Regions from separate parts of the Mus musculus genome. Here region 1 is linked to region 2. Evidence: chromatin contacts called from public HiChIP or PLAC-seq data. All regions are on one chromosome and are shown on one strand. The core of a region is the stretch at or near the end of the contact, and the rest is flanking DNA. Distances in the headings are between cores, read along the strand shown. Region 1 has its middle 4.2 kb from the start of Mir99a. Region 2 has its middle 140 kb from the start of Mir125b-2.

Region 1 (4,747 bases), core at 1,123-3,622, 190 kb after region 2:
GAAAACCATCAGTGAAAATCCCAAATACGTAGCTTCATAAAGGGAAGGACCATTTCTTATACCAAACACAGACATAATCATTTTCTCTTTAATATTCTAAGATTAATTACTCTCTACATTTGTGCCTTTTCGTTTTACCTGAGATGATTTTCTCCTGTGGTCATTCTCTTCTCTTCTCATATGCACTTTAAGTGTTCCCCTAAAACAACCACAAAAGGAAAAATATCAGACAACTGCCACCTACAGGGATCATCTGTGTAGATTGGGAGCAAAGGAAGGAGGTGGCCGGGAAGACAGGACAATGTCAAAATGGGGGAAAGCCTTAAAAGTCTATTCCTTAAGGCTTGGCAGGGTCTGAGGGCCCCACCCCAGGATACTCATATGACACAGAAATACTTTCACAGTTTGCAGCTACATGTTCATTCTGGTTGGTGTTGCTTTCCCGGGAACAGTTCTCAAAGTGAAAGGACGTGTCTCTTACGGAAGCGACTGGGTTCTTCACAATGAAGGGGTGAAAGCTGAAAAGAGCTTTGGATTTGGCATGGAGCTTAATAAGATAATTAAGAGTGTGGAGATTAATGGCTCCTAAAATAAGATTCAAAATAATGTTTTTTAAACTAAAGAATCATGAAACATGAAAACAGGTTTATCAATATTAATTAAGCCTTTGGAAGTTGGCTTTCTAATAACAAAGGAGGAAGAAGAGCTATTCTGCAAATAATTAGTGAATAATAACCGATAAAGTCAATAAAACATTGCTTCAAATATTATCTTTATATTAGGTCTGGGTAACTGTTAATCCTTTCATAATATAACTGAAAAGAAGACAGAATTAACCAGCTGTATAATATTTCTCTTTGTTTATCCTTGATGTTTATGATATCATGAAATATAATTTTAAAATCATAACAATTATGCTAAAGTTTTCTTCTCATAGCTAATATTATCATGCCAGTTCTTAGTATGAACATTGTAATCTTCATTGATACACACTGCATATCTCAAAACGTTTTTTTCTTTTTAGAGATTTTCTTGCATGTTTAGAAACATTGTTTAGTAAAGAAGTTTTTAAAGGGGGCATATCATTTAACCCTCTACCACTAAAATAGGAAAAGCTGCATTTTGTTACAAGACGTTGACTTGCTCAGCAATTTCCTTCTACAAATAGAGAAAATAATTAGAATGCAATGTATTCACCTGCCGAGCCAAAGCAACTCTGAACTTGAAAGCAAGTTTGTACAGACTTTCCCCACCACAACAGTGAAGGGCAACTTCCAACGCTTCCCAACTGCTCTAGGGCAAATTCTTTTTCCTTGTATTTTTAGAAGTAGAATTATTAAGGAACAAGCTATTTTTTTTACTTCGCAACGGAGAATCCGCTCTGTTTATTCCCATCTCTCCTCTACTGAAACCGGCATGAAAAGAAATTTTATTTAGCATTATATGGATGCATTTTTGAAGCAAGATCTCTTTTTAGAACTTCGAGAAATTTCTTCTTTTGCATTTAAAATTAGGAGTCACAGAAAAGGTTTTACTTTCCTTACTACTACTGATTCCCAAGCCCGTTTCTCCACAAAATATATTACTGGACACAAAAATCAGAGATAACACACACTACTGTCTGCCTAAAACTTCTGTGAACAACCAAAGCAGGAGCTTATGTCTATAGAGAGTTTTCTTATTCCAGTTTAGTGTCTACGCTAATCACGATTAGAGTAAGAAAGCAAAAGAAAAAAGTGTAAAGTGGGTAATGAGTTAATAAGAACAAATTGAAACTGCAAGGAGTCTAATTTATGGAATAGAAAGCGTAAAAAGAAACAAAAAAAAAGTTATACCTGGTATGAAAGTGCGGGTTCACCAAGTGCAATGTACTGCTCTTAGGCCATTGTTTTTTGAAATAATAACAAAAATAAATAAATAAAAGAAAGAAGGGTCATAGATTTGTGTTGCCTTCCAAGCTGCTTAACGAAGCCCGATGTCTCAGGAGTTAGACAAACCAAAGTTTGCTTTTTTGGGTTTGTCTCGGTTTGCATTTTTGGTTTGTTTTTGTTTTCACGCAGGCATTCCGCATCATTATCAGTATTTTTCAGCACTCTGGCGAATACTGAGAAGCTCAGGGTTTTTGTTTGGTTTGGTTTTTTGTTTTTGTTTTGGATTTTTTTTTTTTCTGTTTCTTCTGGGCTCCCGGTATTTCTCAGAGAAGGAGGTCCAGAGGGCTTGTCTTCATTCTCTTCCTTCTCCATATTCCAGGCACAAAGCACTGCGCAGAATCTGCACCAATCGTTGCCACCGACTGGCAGCAGAATGGTAGAAGGTGGGAGAGTCCCGGAATCCTTCCAGGCTGACTTGAGAAACGAGGACTGCACACGTTCGTCTCCCGAACCGAAGGGGTGAAAAGGCTGGGTGCCAGTTTGCTACTCGGCTGCAATGATCTCATGCTCACTGCTCTGTCGTCCTGTCCGACCAGTTCAAATGCCTGTTCATTATAAACCAAATACATACATACATAAATAACCCAAACTACTTGAATTCTTCAGTAACCAAAAGAAGAAAAAAAAAAGGAAAAAGAAAAGATATTAACATAAAAATTAAAAAACAAAACAAAACAGCAGTCAGGAAAGGTAAAAAAAAGAAAGAAAGAAAAGAAAACAAAAGAAAAAAAGCACATACAATTTAGGATTCACTTGTTATGCCTCAATATTCTGTTATTATTTTCCTTTTCTCTCTCTCTTTAGAGATAAGCAGCCGAATTTATCAGGCGTGAAAGGGACAGCCTCCTGGTGGCCTGCCAAAAGCCCAGAATAAAGACGAGGTTGTGCTTCAAAGCTCAGTTGCTTGCTGAGACTGGCTAAAGTCAAGTCTTAAGATCCACCATTTTCTGATCCTTGCTAGAAAAGAAGAAAAAAGTCAGGGCCGTTTGCTGCTTCCAAGTCTCCGTTGGCACCATCACAAAATCTCAGTCGTCAGGTCACATGATTCTCTGCCAAATGTAGAGTGAGGCATTCCCATCAACCATTCTGCTGATACTGCGAAGGCAGCTATTGTCTCGTTTAGACCCAAAGTTCAGCCCACTCTTCATTGAATTAGCTGAAAAACGCATCACCTTTGGGGGCTGGGAGTCATGGAAACGTCTACCTGGCAAGCTGCCCACTTTTTCTGCCCATCAACCAGAGATGGGATTGTGCTGCTTAACGCAGTCATGACTTGGAATGTGAAGAGTGGTCCAAAGTGAATCTCATTCTTACAACGCCTGTTTCATTTGCACAGAAAACTCTGGCTCATAGGAGAGAGGGAGAGGGAGGGGAGGGGGAGAGGGAGAGAAGGAGGGAGAGGGAGGGAGGGTGAGAGAGAGAGAGAGAGAGAGAGAGAGAGAGAGAGAGAGAGAGAGAGAGAGAGAGAGAGATCTTTCCTACAAAAAATTAGCAAATAAAGGTCTGAACATGCTTACTTTGCAACTTTGTTTCTCAACGCACCCGAATGGTTCTCAAACCGGAAGACTGAATGCCCTGCCCTGCGAGTTTTCGTCATTAAAGGCATATCTGTTTTCTTGTCTTTCTTTCTTTTTTTTTTTTTTTTGTAAACGCAACAAGCCTAGCACATTTGTTTTATTCTCCCACTTTAAGACTTTGAAACAAAACCAAACCTCCCAGTTTTCCTTTTTGCATTTTTATTACTTTCTGATTTTTATCTAGCACCAATTTTGTGCTACATGGCCACAATATCCACTAGCAACAGAGATGCATTATTGCTACCATCTCCAACAAAGTGGTCCCTTGAGAGGATGGGGTGTCTCTTCCAGCAGGCAAACCCCTGCAATTGGGTCTTGCGATAATCCCCATCACTACCTAGCACAGCTGCTATGCAAGTTTTCGGAGATTGACACATGTGAGAAGTGTTCTTTCTGTTCTCTGACTGGCTGCGGGTTGCCTGTGTGGCATGAAAGATGCCTTTGAAAGATTCAGGGAGCATATCAACAGCTCTTAGGCAATAAAATGAACAGCTTCCCCCTCCCTGGTGAATTTCCATTCTAGCATGCAATGAGATTTTTTTCCCATGTACAAACATTTCCATACTTCCTAACAAGAGTGGAGTGAATTCAATCTTTAAATATTCCCTTAAGCAGAATGTTAAGCCAAGTAGCAGAGCAAGCATCGTTAACATATAAGTCAAAATTCAGAGGACAATGCAGAAGACCTACATTTTCATACATGATTGAAAAATTTGTAGTGATTGTATATTAAAGTCACTTATGTTTGTAGTAAGTCTAGAATTATGTTCATTGCCTTATCTGAGTAATGGATCCATGTCCCTCTCCAGGAATGCACATATATTAAATATTATTTGATAGTTAAAACACGACTTGCCTAAACATTATTTGTGAAAGTCAGAACTCGGAAACATCCCATCAATGGATTTAAAGGTTATTATCTTATTCACGAGGTCACTTTAGGAGCAGTAAGGGGTGAATATCACATGCCCATATGGGAAACATCACAAAATCCGGCCTGTCTGTAATTGAAAACTGCACGAAGTTCTACACAGTAGAACTTGACCTTAAACATGTGCTGAAGTTTGCGATTGTTTTTCTCCTAGACTGAAAAATCCTGGGCAACGTTTTCTAGAGTCTTAACCACAGCACTAAAGAGTGTTGGGTAGGGAGAATTGTACAATGCATATTTAAAGCCCTGTATGTTCAGGATGCACAAAATAGGTGACAGACATAGAATGAGAAGTGTAAATTTGTAGT
Region 2 (4,850 bases), core at 1,667-4,166:
CCAATGTGACTATCTACCTCAATCCATTCCTGAGGTGACTTCCATGCCACACTGGACTGTAGCCTAGAACTGTGAGTCAATTTAAACCCATTATCTCTTAAATTGCTTTGGTCAATGTGTTTTATTACAGCAATGATCAAAGGAGAATACCATAAATAGTGGATGTCTTAGGGTTTCTATTGCTATGATGGAACACCATAACCCAAAAGCAAGTTGTAGGGAAAGGGGTTTCTTAGGCTTACCCTTCCACATTGATGCTCGTTATTGAAGGAAGAAGTCAGGACAGGACTCTGAAGACAGGAGCTGACTCGAAAGCCATTGAGGGGTCCTGCTTACAGGTTTGCTTGCTCCAGCTTGCTCAGCCCACATTCTTAAAGAACCCAAGACCACCAACCCAGGGAAAATACTACTCAAAATGGTCTGGGCCCTCCCATACATTGATCACTAGTTGAGAAAATGCCCTACAGCTGGATCTCATAGAGGCTTTCCTCAAATGAATTTTCTTCCTCTCTGATGACTCTAGCTTGTGTCACGAGGCATTCACTTTTAATTCAGTTAAAAAATTCAGCTATATCCAAGTGGAATCATATTTACTTTATTAGAAGGAGTTTGTAGCTCTCCCCTGCTCTTGAAAGATCCAATTTGTTACTCTGCTTAGAGACAGTCTGTCAGGTGCACACGTGGATATCACACTCATAAACAGCTTGACATTCAGTGCACAGAATCCAACCCTGTTAGACACGATCGACTAAGGTATTTTCATGAGGACTGAGGCTGATTATGAGAGAACAAAGAAGCAGAAGTCATACTACATAATAAAAATGGAAATTAGTTCAAATGCTCAATTCTACTTCTGATGCCAAGGAAGAGTCATAAAAGTTCACCTTCAACCACAGCTGTTTGCCAAGATGAGTCTGTAGTTATGTCTGAGTAAACTGAAATCAAAATCCAAATATGTTTCTGGAAGCATCCTTGGGACTGTAACCATCTATCTGGGTTTCTCCATGGGCAGATTCAGGCAGCCATGCTGTCTGAGATTTTCAAGCATGTTGTATGATTCCCTCTTTTTCTTAAGACCAGTAGAATAACAGCGATTTCACATTACTTTTGCTTTCCCTGCGAGCTATACTCATGTGTTTGCCAATATTATAGCCATGTGGGATTTAAGGCTAAGTGTCTTAATTTTAGGAAAATTATCAAGGAAAGATTTTATGCAAGGAAAGCTTGCTACTGATACAAATATTTTCATTGAATCCATTTTCATCTGCTTAGAAGCCCAACCAGATTGCTTTCTTCCCATTTGTTTTTTGGTTCCCCCTACCCCACCCCCATGATCCATTTTGCTGCTCTTTGCAGCCTGGTACTGCGGTGCTGTGCTAGCATAGGGAGACTAGGGAGGAGACGTGACCAGACACAAAGGTGATAAAGGCTTGTCTCATTTCAATGTTCAGCCAGAGTGGAATGCAAATAGCAAGCAGTGCATGACAAGAAGTAAATTAGATCTTTAAAACCCTTCTTTTAATAATCACAGATGATCCTGACACCGCGGGCAAGGCTTTTCTACGAATATAGGATTTTTTTTTTTAGCTCAACAAAATCACCTTAAAAGCCAGATAAGAGACAATATGACTTTGTTCCTTCCCTGTAAGAGCGTTTCATCCATTTTACATGGCTTTGTGAACACACACGCACACACACACACACACACCTGTACTTACCTATGTTTTTCTGAGAGTTTCTTTTGATTTTATTATTGAATTGTACACCATCATAAGAAATTGTATTTATCTCTCTCCTCTCATAAGACAGTGGGCTGGGTGGAAATTCAAAAGAAAAGAAGAAATTGATTTGTTTTCTGGGTAACCATAAATGGCCTGGAGCCAAAACTATAGACATGTCATCCATGCAAGTGAGGGGAAAAGCAGAAAGCCTTAGAGGCAGGAGAATATGATCACAGGGCACCCAGAATTGAATGATTAGTTCTGCCTTTTTGAATTAAATATAGGAAAGGTAAAATACAGGATAGGAAAAAACCAATGGAAGGAATTGTCAGATTTAATATAAAGAGACAAAATTCCTTGAAAACAGAAAAAAATGCCAAACGCTTTCATATGCAAACATCTAGACTGACAATTAGACAGTAGAACACCTGCATCCAATTAGACAAATAGCACAGTTTGCGGAAGAGGTACACACTACTCTGGAGAATCTCCTGCGAACTAGCTTATCGATAAACAGAGGCATCTGTGATGTTATTAGCACAGGCTTTAGAATCAGGAAACCTTGGCTTGAAGTTTCTCTTAACAGTGATGTGACCTTGGACTGGTCAACTAACAGCTCTGAATGCCAGTTTTCATCTTAATGGTACTATAGGGGGAAAATCAGTAGTACTGGAAGTGGGGTAGTTTGCCATCTATCCTATAGCAGCGTCTACGTAATAACTGCAGAGAGGTAAATGTGTTTATCCTTAATCATAAACTACAGCATATTTATAAGATAAAGAATCCATTTCTCTTCAAAGAGCCCACATCTTCTGACTTCTGTATCGAATGATATTTAATAGTTTCTAATACTTCTGAGATGGCGTTAGCATCTGACCCCTGTGTTCAGTAGCTTTGTGAGCTAAGGGAGCGCGAGCAGCGCATTATATACTAAAAGAACAGGAAAGACACAAAGCAAGTTCTGATTTCATTCGCCGAGTGCTCTCCTTTAACAAAACAGGTGTCTGACCCTAGGAACGCAGGGTTATTACGGAACAGATCCTAAAACTGAGGAGGCGCTCAGTCGGATGAGGTGTTTCTCCAGTATTTGCCTCACAGAGCAGATTTCTTTGTCTCCTGCCACCACGTGCATGCTGAGCCTGTCAGCAGCAGCAGAGGGAGATTTGTGATGTGAATCTCAGGTTTGATGTTGTTTACTGTTGAGTATATTCAAGTGGCATTGCCTTCTCTGCTCTTCTCCCGTACAGGCGGTTCCGAGGGCTGAAAGCATCCCTGTCCAAATGAAATCTTTTTATTTTTTTTCTCCCCCTTTTGCTTTGTTCTCTTCTGTCTGCTTCAGACACATGGCCACCTGGCATATGCTGTGTGTTCTCTATGCAGAAACTGCCAGCCAGCTAGCAAACAAAGCGCGCGGACACGCATGGGCAGAGCAGAGCGGAGGGCTGGGAATTCAGTCAATCCACTGGTCATTGGGTCAGACATTCAGGTCAAACGGTTTCTTTGACTGAGCCAACTGTAGGAACAGTAGATCCTGTCATGTATAGACACAGAAAAGGAAGTGTTACGATTTACACGTTTCTCTTCAATGCCCTGCATCACCCAAAGAGAATTCCCTGCAGTCTTTGATATTTTAAAAATTCAAATTAGATACTCATTGGCTTAAGCCATCCAATTACTTTTGAATTTACAGAGGAAACAGAGGAGAAAAAAAAGGATTAAAATAGTTGTTTTAAATCTCATCACTTTAGAAATTACAATGATCTCTTAAAAGCCATGGCTATCTGCATGTAACAGGTAATGCTCAAGGTTAGGGTTTCAAGAGGCAATTTCTCTTTAGATCTCAATAACAATTATTAGAAGAAGAAAAAAAATTTAGAAAAAAAGGGAATTGGTAGAATAATAAGGCATCTTTACAACGGTTTCTCTCTCTCTCTCCCTCTCTCTCTCTCTCTCTCTCTCTCTCCTGTCTATATTTGTATTATATTTTCCTGGGCATTACTGTGTGTGGAATAGTTTATTTTCTACAAAGAATAAAACTAATAATAAACATAAAATTTCAGGGTTTTTTTCCCCTTAATTTATATTTTATTCACCGAAGGATACATTTTTTGTTTTTTAACATCAATGCAAAATTGTTGCTATTTTTGCTAGGAATGCTTTGTCCTCAAACATGGTGACACCTCAATATGTCCAGTCTAAAGCAATGCATGGAATAGTGATGAGAAGACAACAGTGATTCAAGCTGTTTCCTTTCCGAGTCTGGAGTCGTGAAACAGCAGCAACAACAGAACAGGAAGGTGCACTGAGCAATGCTTTAGCCTTCAAAGGGCACATTGTGCACACTTGATTTGCAAGCAAGCTTCATTAGGTAAGACACACCCGACACATCTAACATGGCAACAAACAAGAAAGTCTAACTGGGACTACAGTCTTATCAGCTAGGAACCAGCGTTGTAGGGCAAACCAATGCAACCCACACCAAGTGCGCCATACCAGTGTGGTTGGGTGATTGGGTTTCGAATGGGCAATGAAGCTTCCGTTTTCACGAAATCAATCTTTCCTGTGTGGAAAAGCAAATTAATGATACAGATAAAAGAATAAAAGTTCCCTCAAACGGTAGGCTCATTTCTTTGAATCTGCTTTGCCTTCTCTCTGGCTTGTAATCCTGGCTTCTCTAACCAGGTATCAAATTATTGGATTGTGCTGTCTACAATGTTATATAATCAGAACTGGGTTGATTCATGGTGAGTTTGTAAAAATTACTCTTTTATTCTGAGCTCATATCTCTTGATCTTAGATTTATGGGGATGCCAATGGCTTCATCTATATCTTCCTCCTCTCTCTCATTCTCCACAACCCCCCCCCCAACGTCATCCAAGTAGCATCTACTTAACCTTTATTGTACCCGCCCATTTCAATGGAAAAGAAAGTACATGAAATCCCATTGTTTTCCTTAGCTGATTTTTCTGCTTAATTTACTTTGTCGCCTATTCCATATTTTATTTCATACAGATTAAAAATGCATTTATACTCCCCAGAATATTTAAACTCTTTATCAATATCATCTCAAGATAATGATTCTGCTTTGTTATGGTTAATTTTCTTATACCCATTCTTTTAAAAATTAAA

The links. HiChIP or PLAC-seq counts read pairs in DNA pulled down with a chosen protein or histone mark.
Region 1: a contact with region 2 is called in an H3K4me3 HiChIP or PLAC-seq map of embryonic forebrain, with 3 times the contacts expected there. The contact joins two enhancer-like sites. A contact is called at or near these places in 1 of 484 Hi-C or Micro-C datasets (cortical neurons), 3 of 115 datasets of contacts at active chromatin or transcription factors (bone marrow-derived dendritic cells, embryonic forebrain and forebrain) and 1 of 9 other capture datasets (adipose tissue).

Annotation. Positions count from the first base shown.
Region 1 is chr16:77,592,351-77,597,097 of GRCm38.p6, reverse strand. No RefSeq gene overlaps it. Among named protein-coding and RNA genes, the nearest start is that of Mir99a, 4.2 kb to the left of the region's middle. Within about 2 kb of position 2,372, at least 140 of the 459 cell types and tissues checked have an H3K27ac peak or open chromatin away from gene starts, as enhancers often do. A contact at or near this core is called in cortical neurons, embryonic forebrain and forebrain, where this site is marked.
Region 2 is chr16:77,786,392-77,791,241 of GRCm38.p6, reverse strand. No RefSeq gene overlaps it. Among named protein-coding and RNA genes, the nearest start is that of Mir125b-2, 140 kb to the right of the region's middle. Within about 2 kb of position 2,916, at least 73 of the 459 cell types and tissues checked have an H3K27ac peak or open chromatin away from gene starts, as enhancers often do. A contact at or near this core is called in cortical neurons, embryonic forebrain and forebrain, where this site is marked.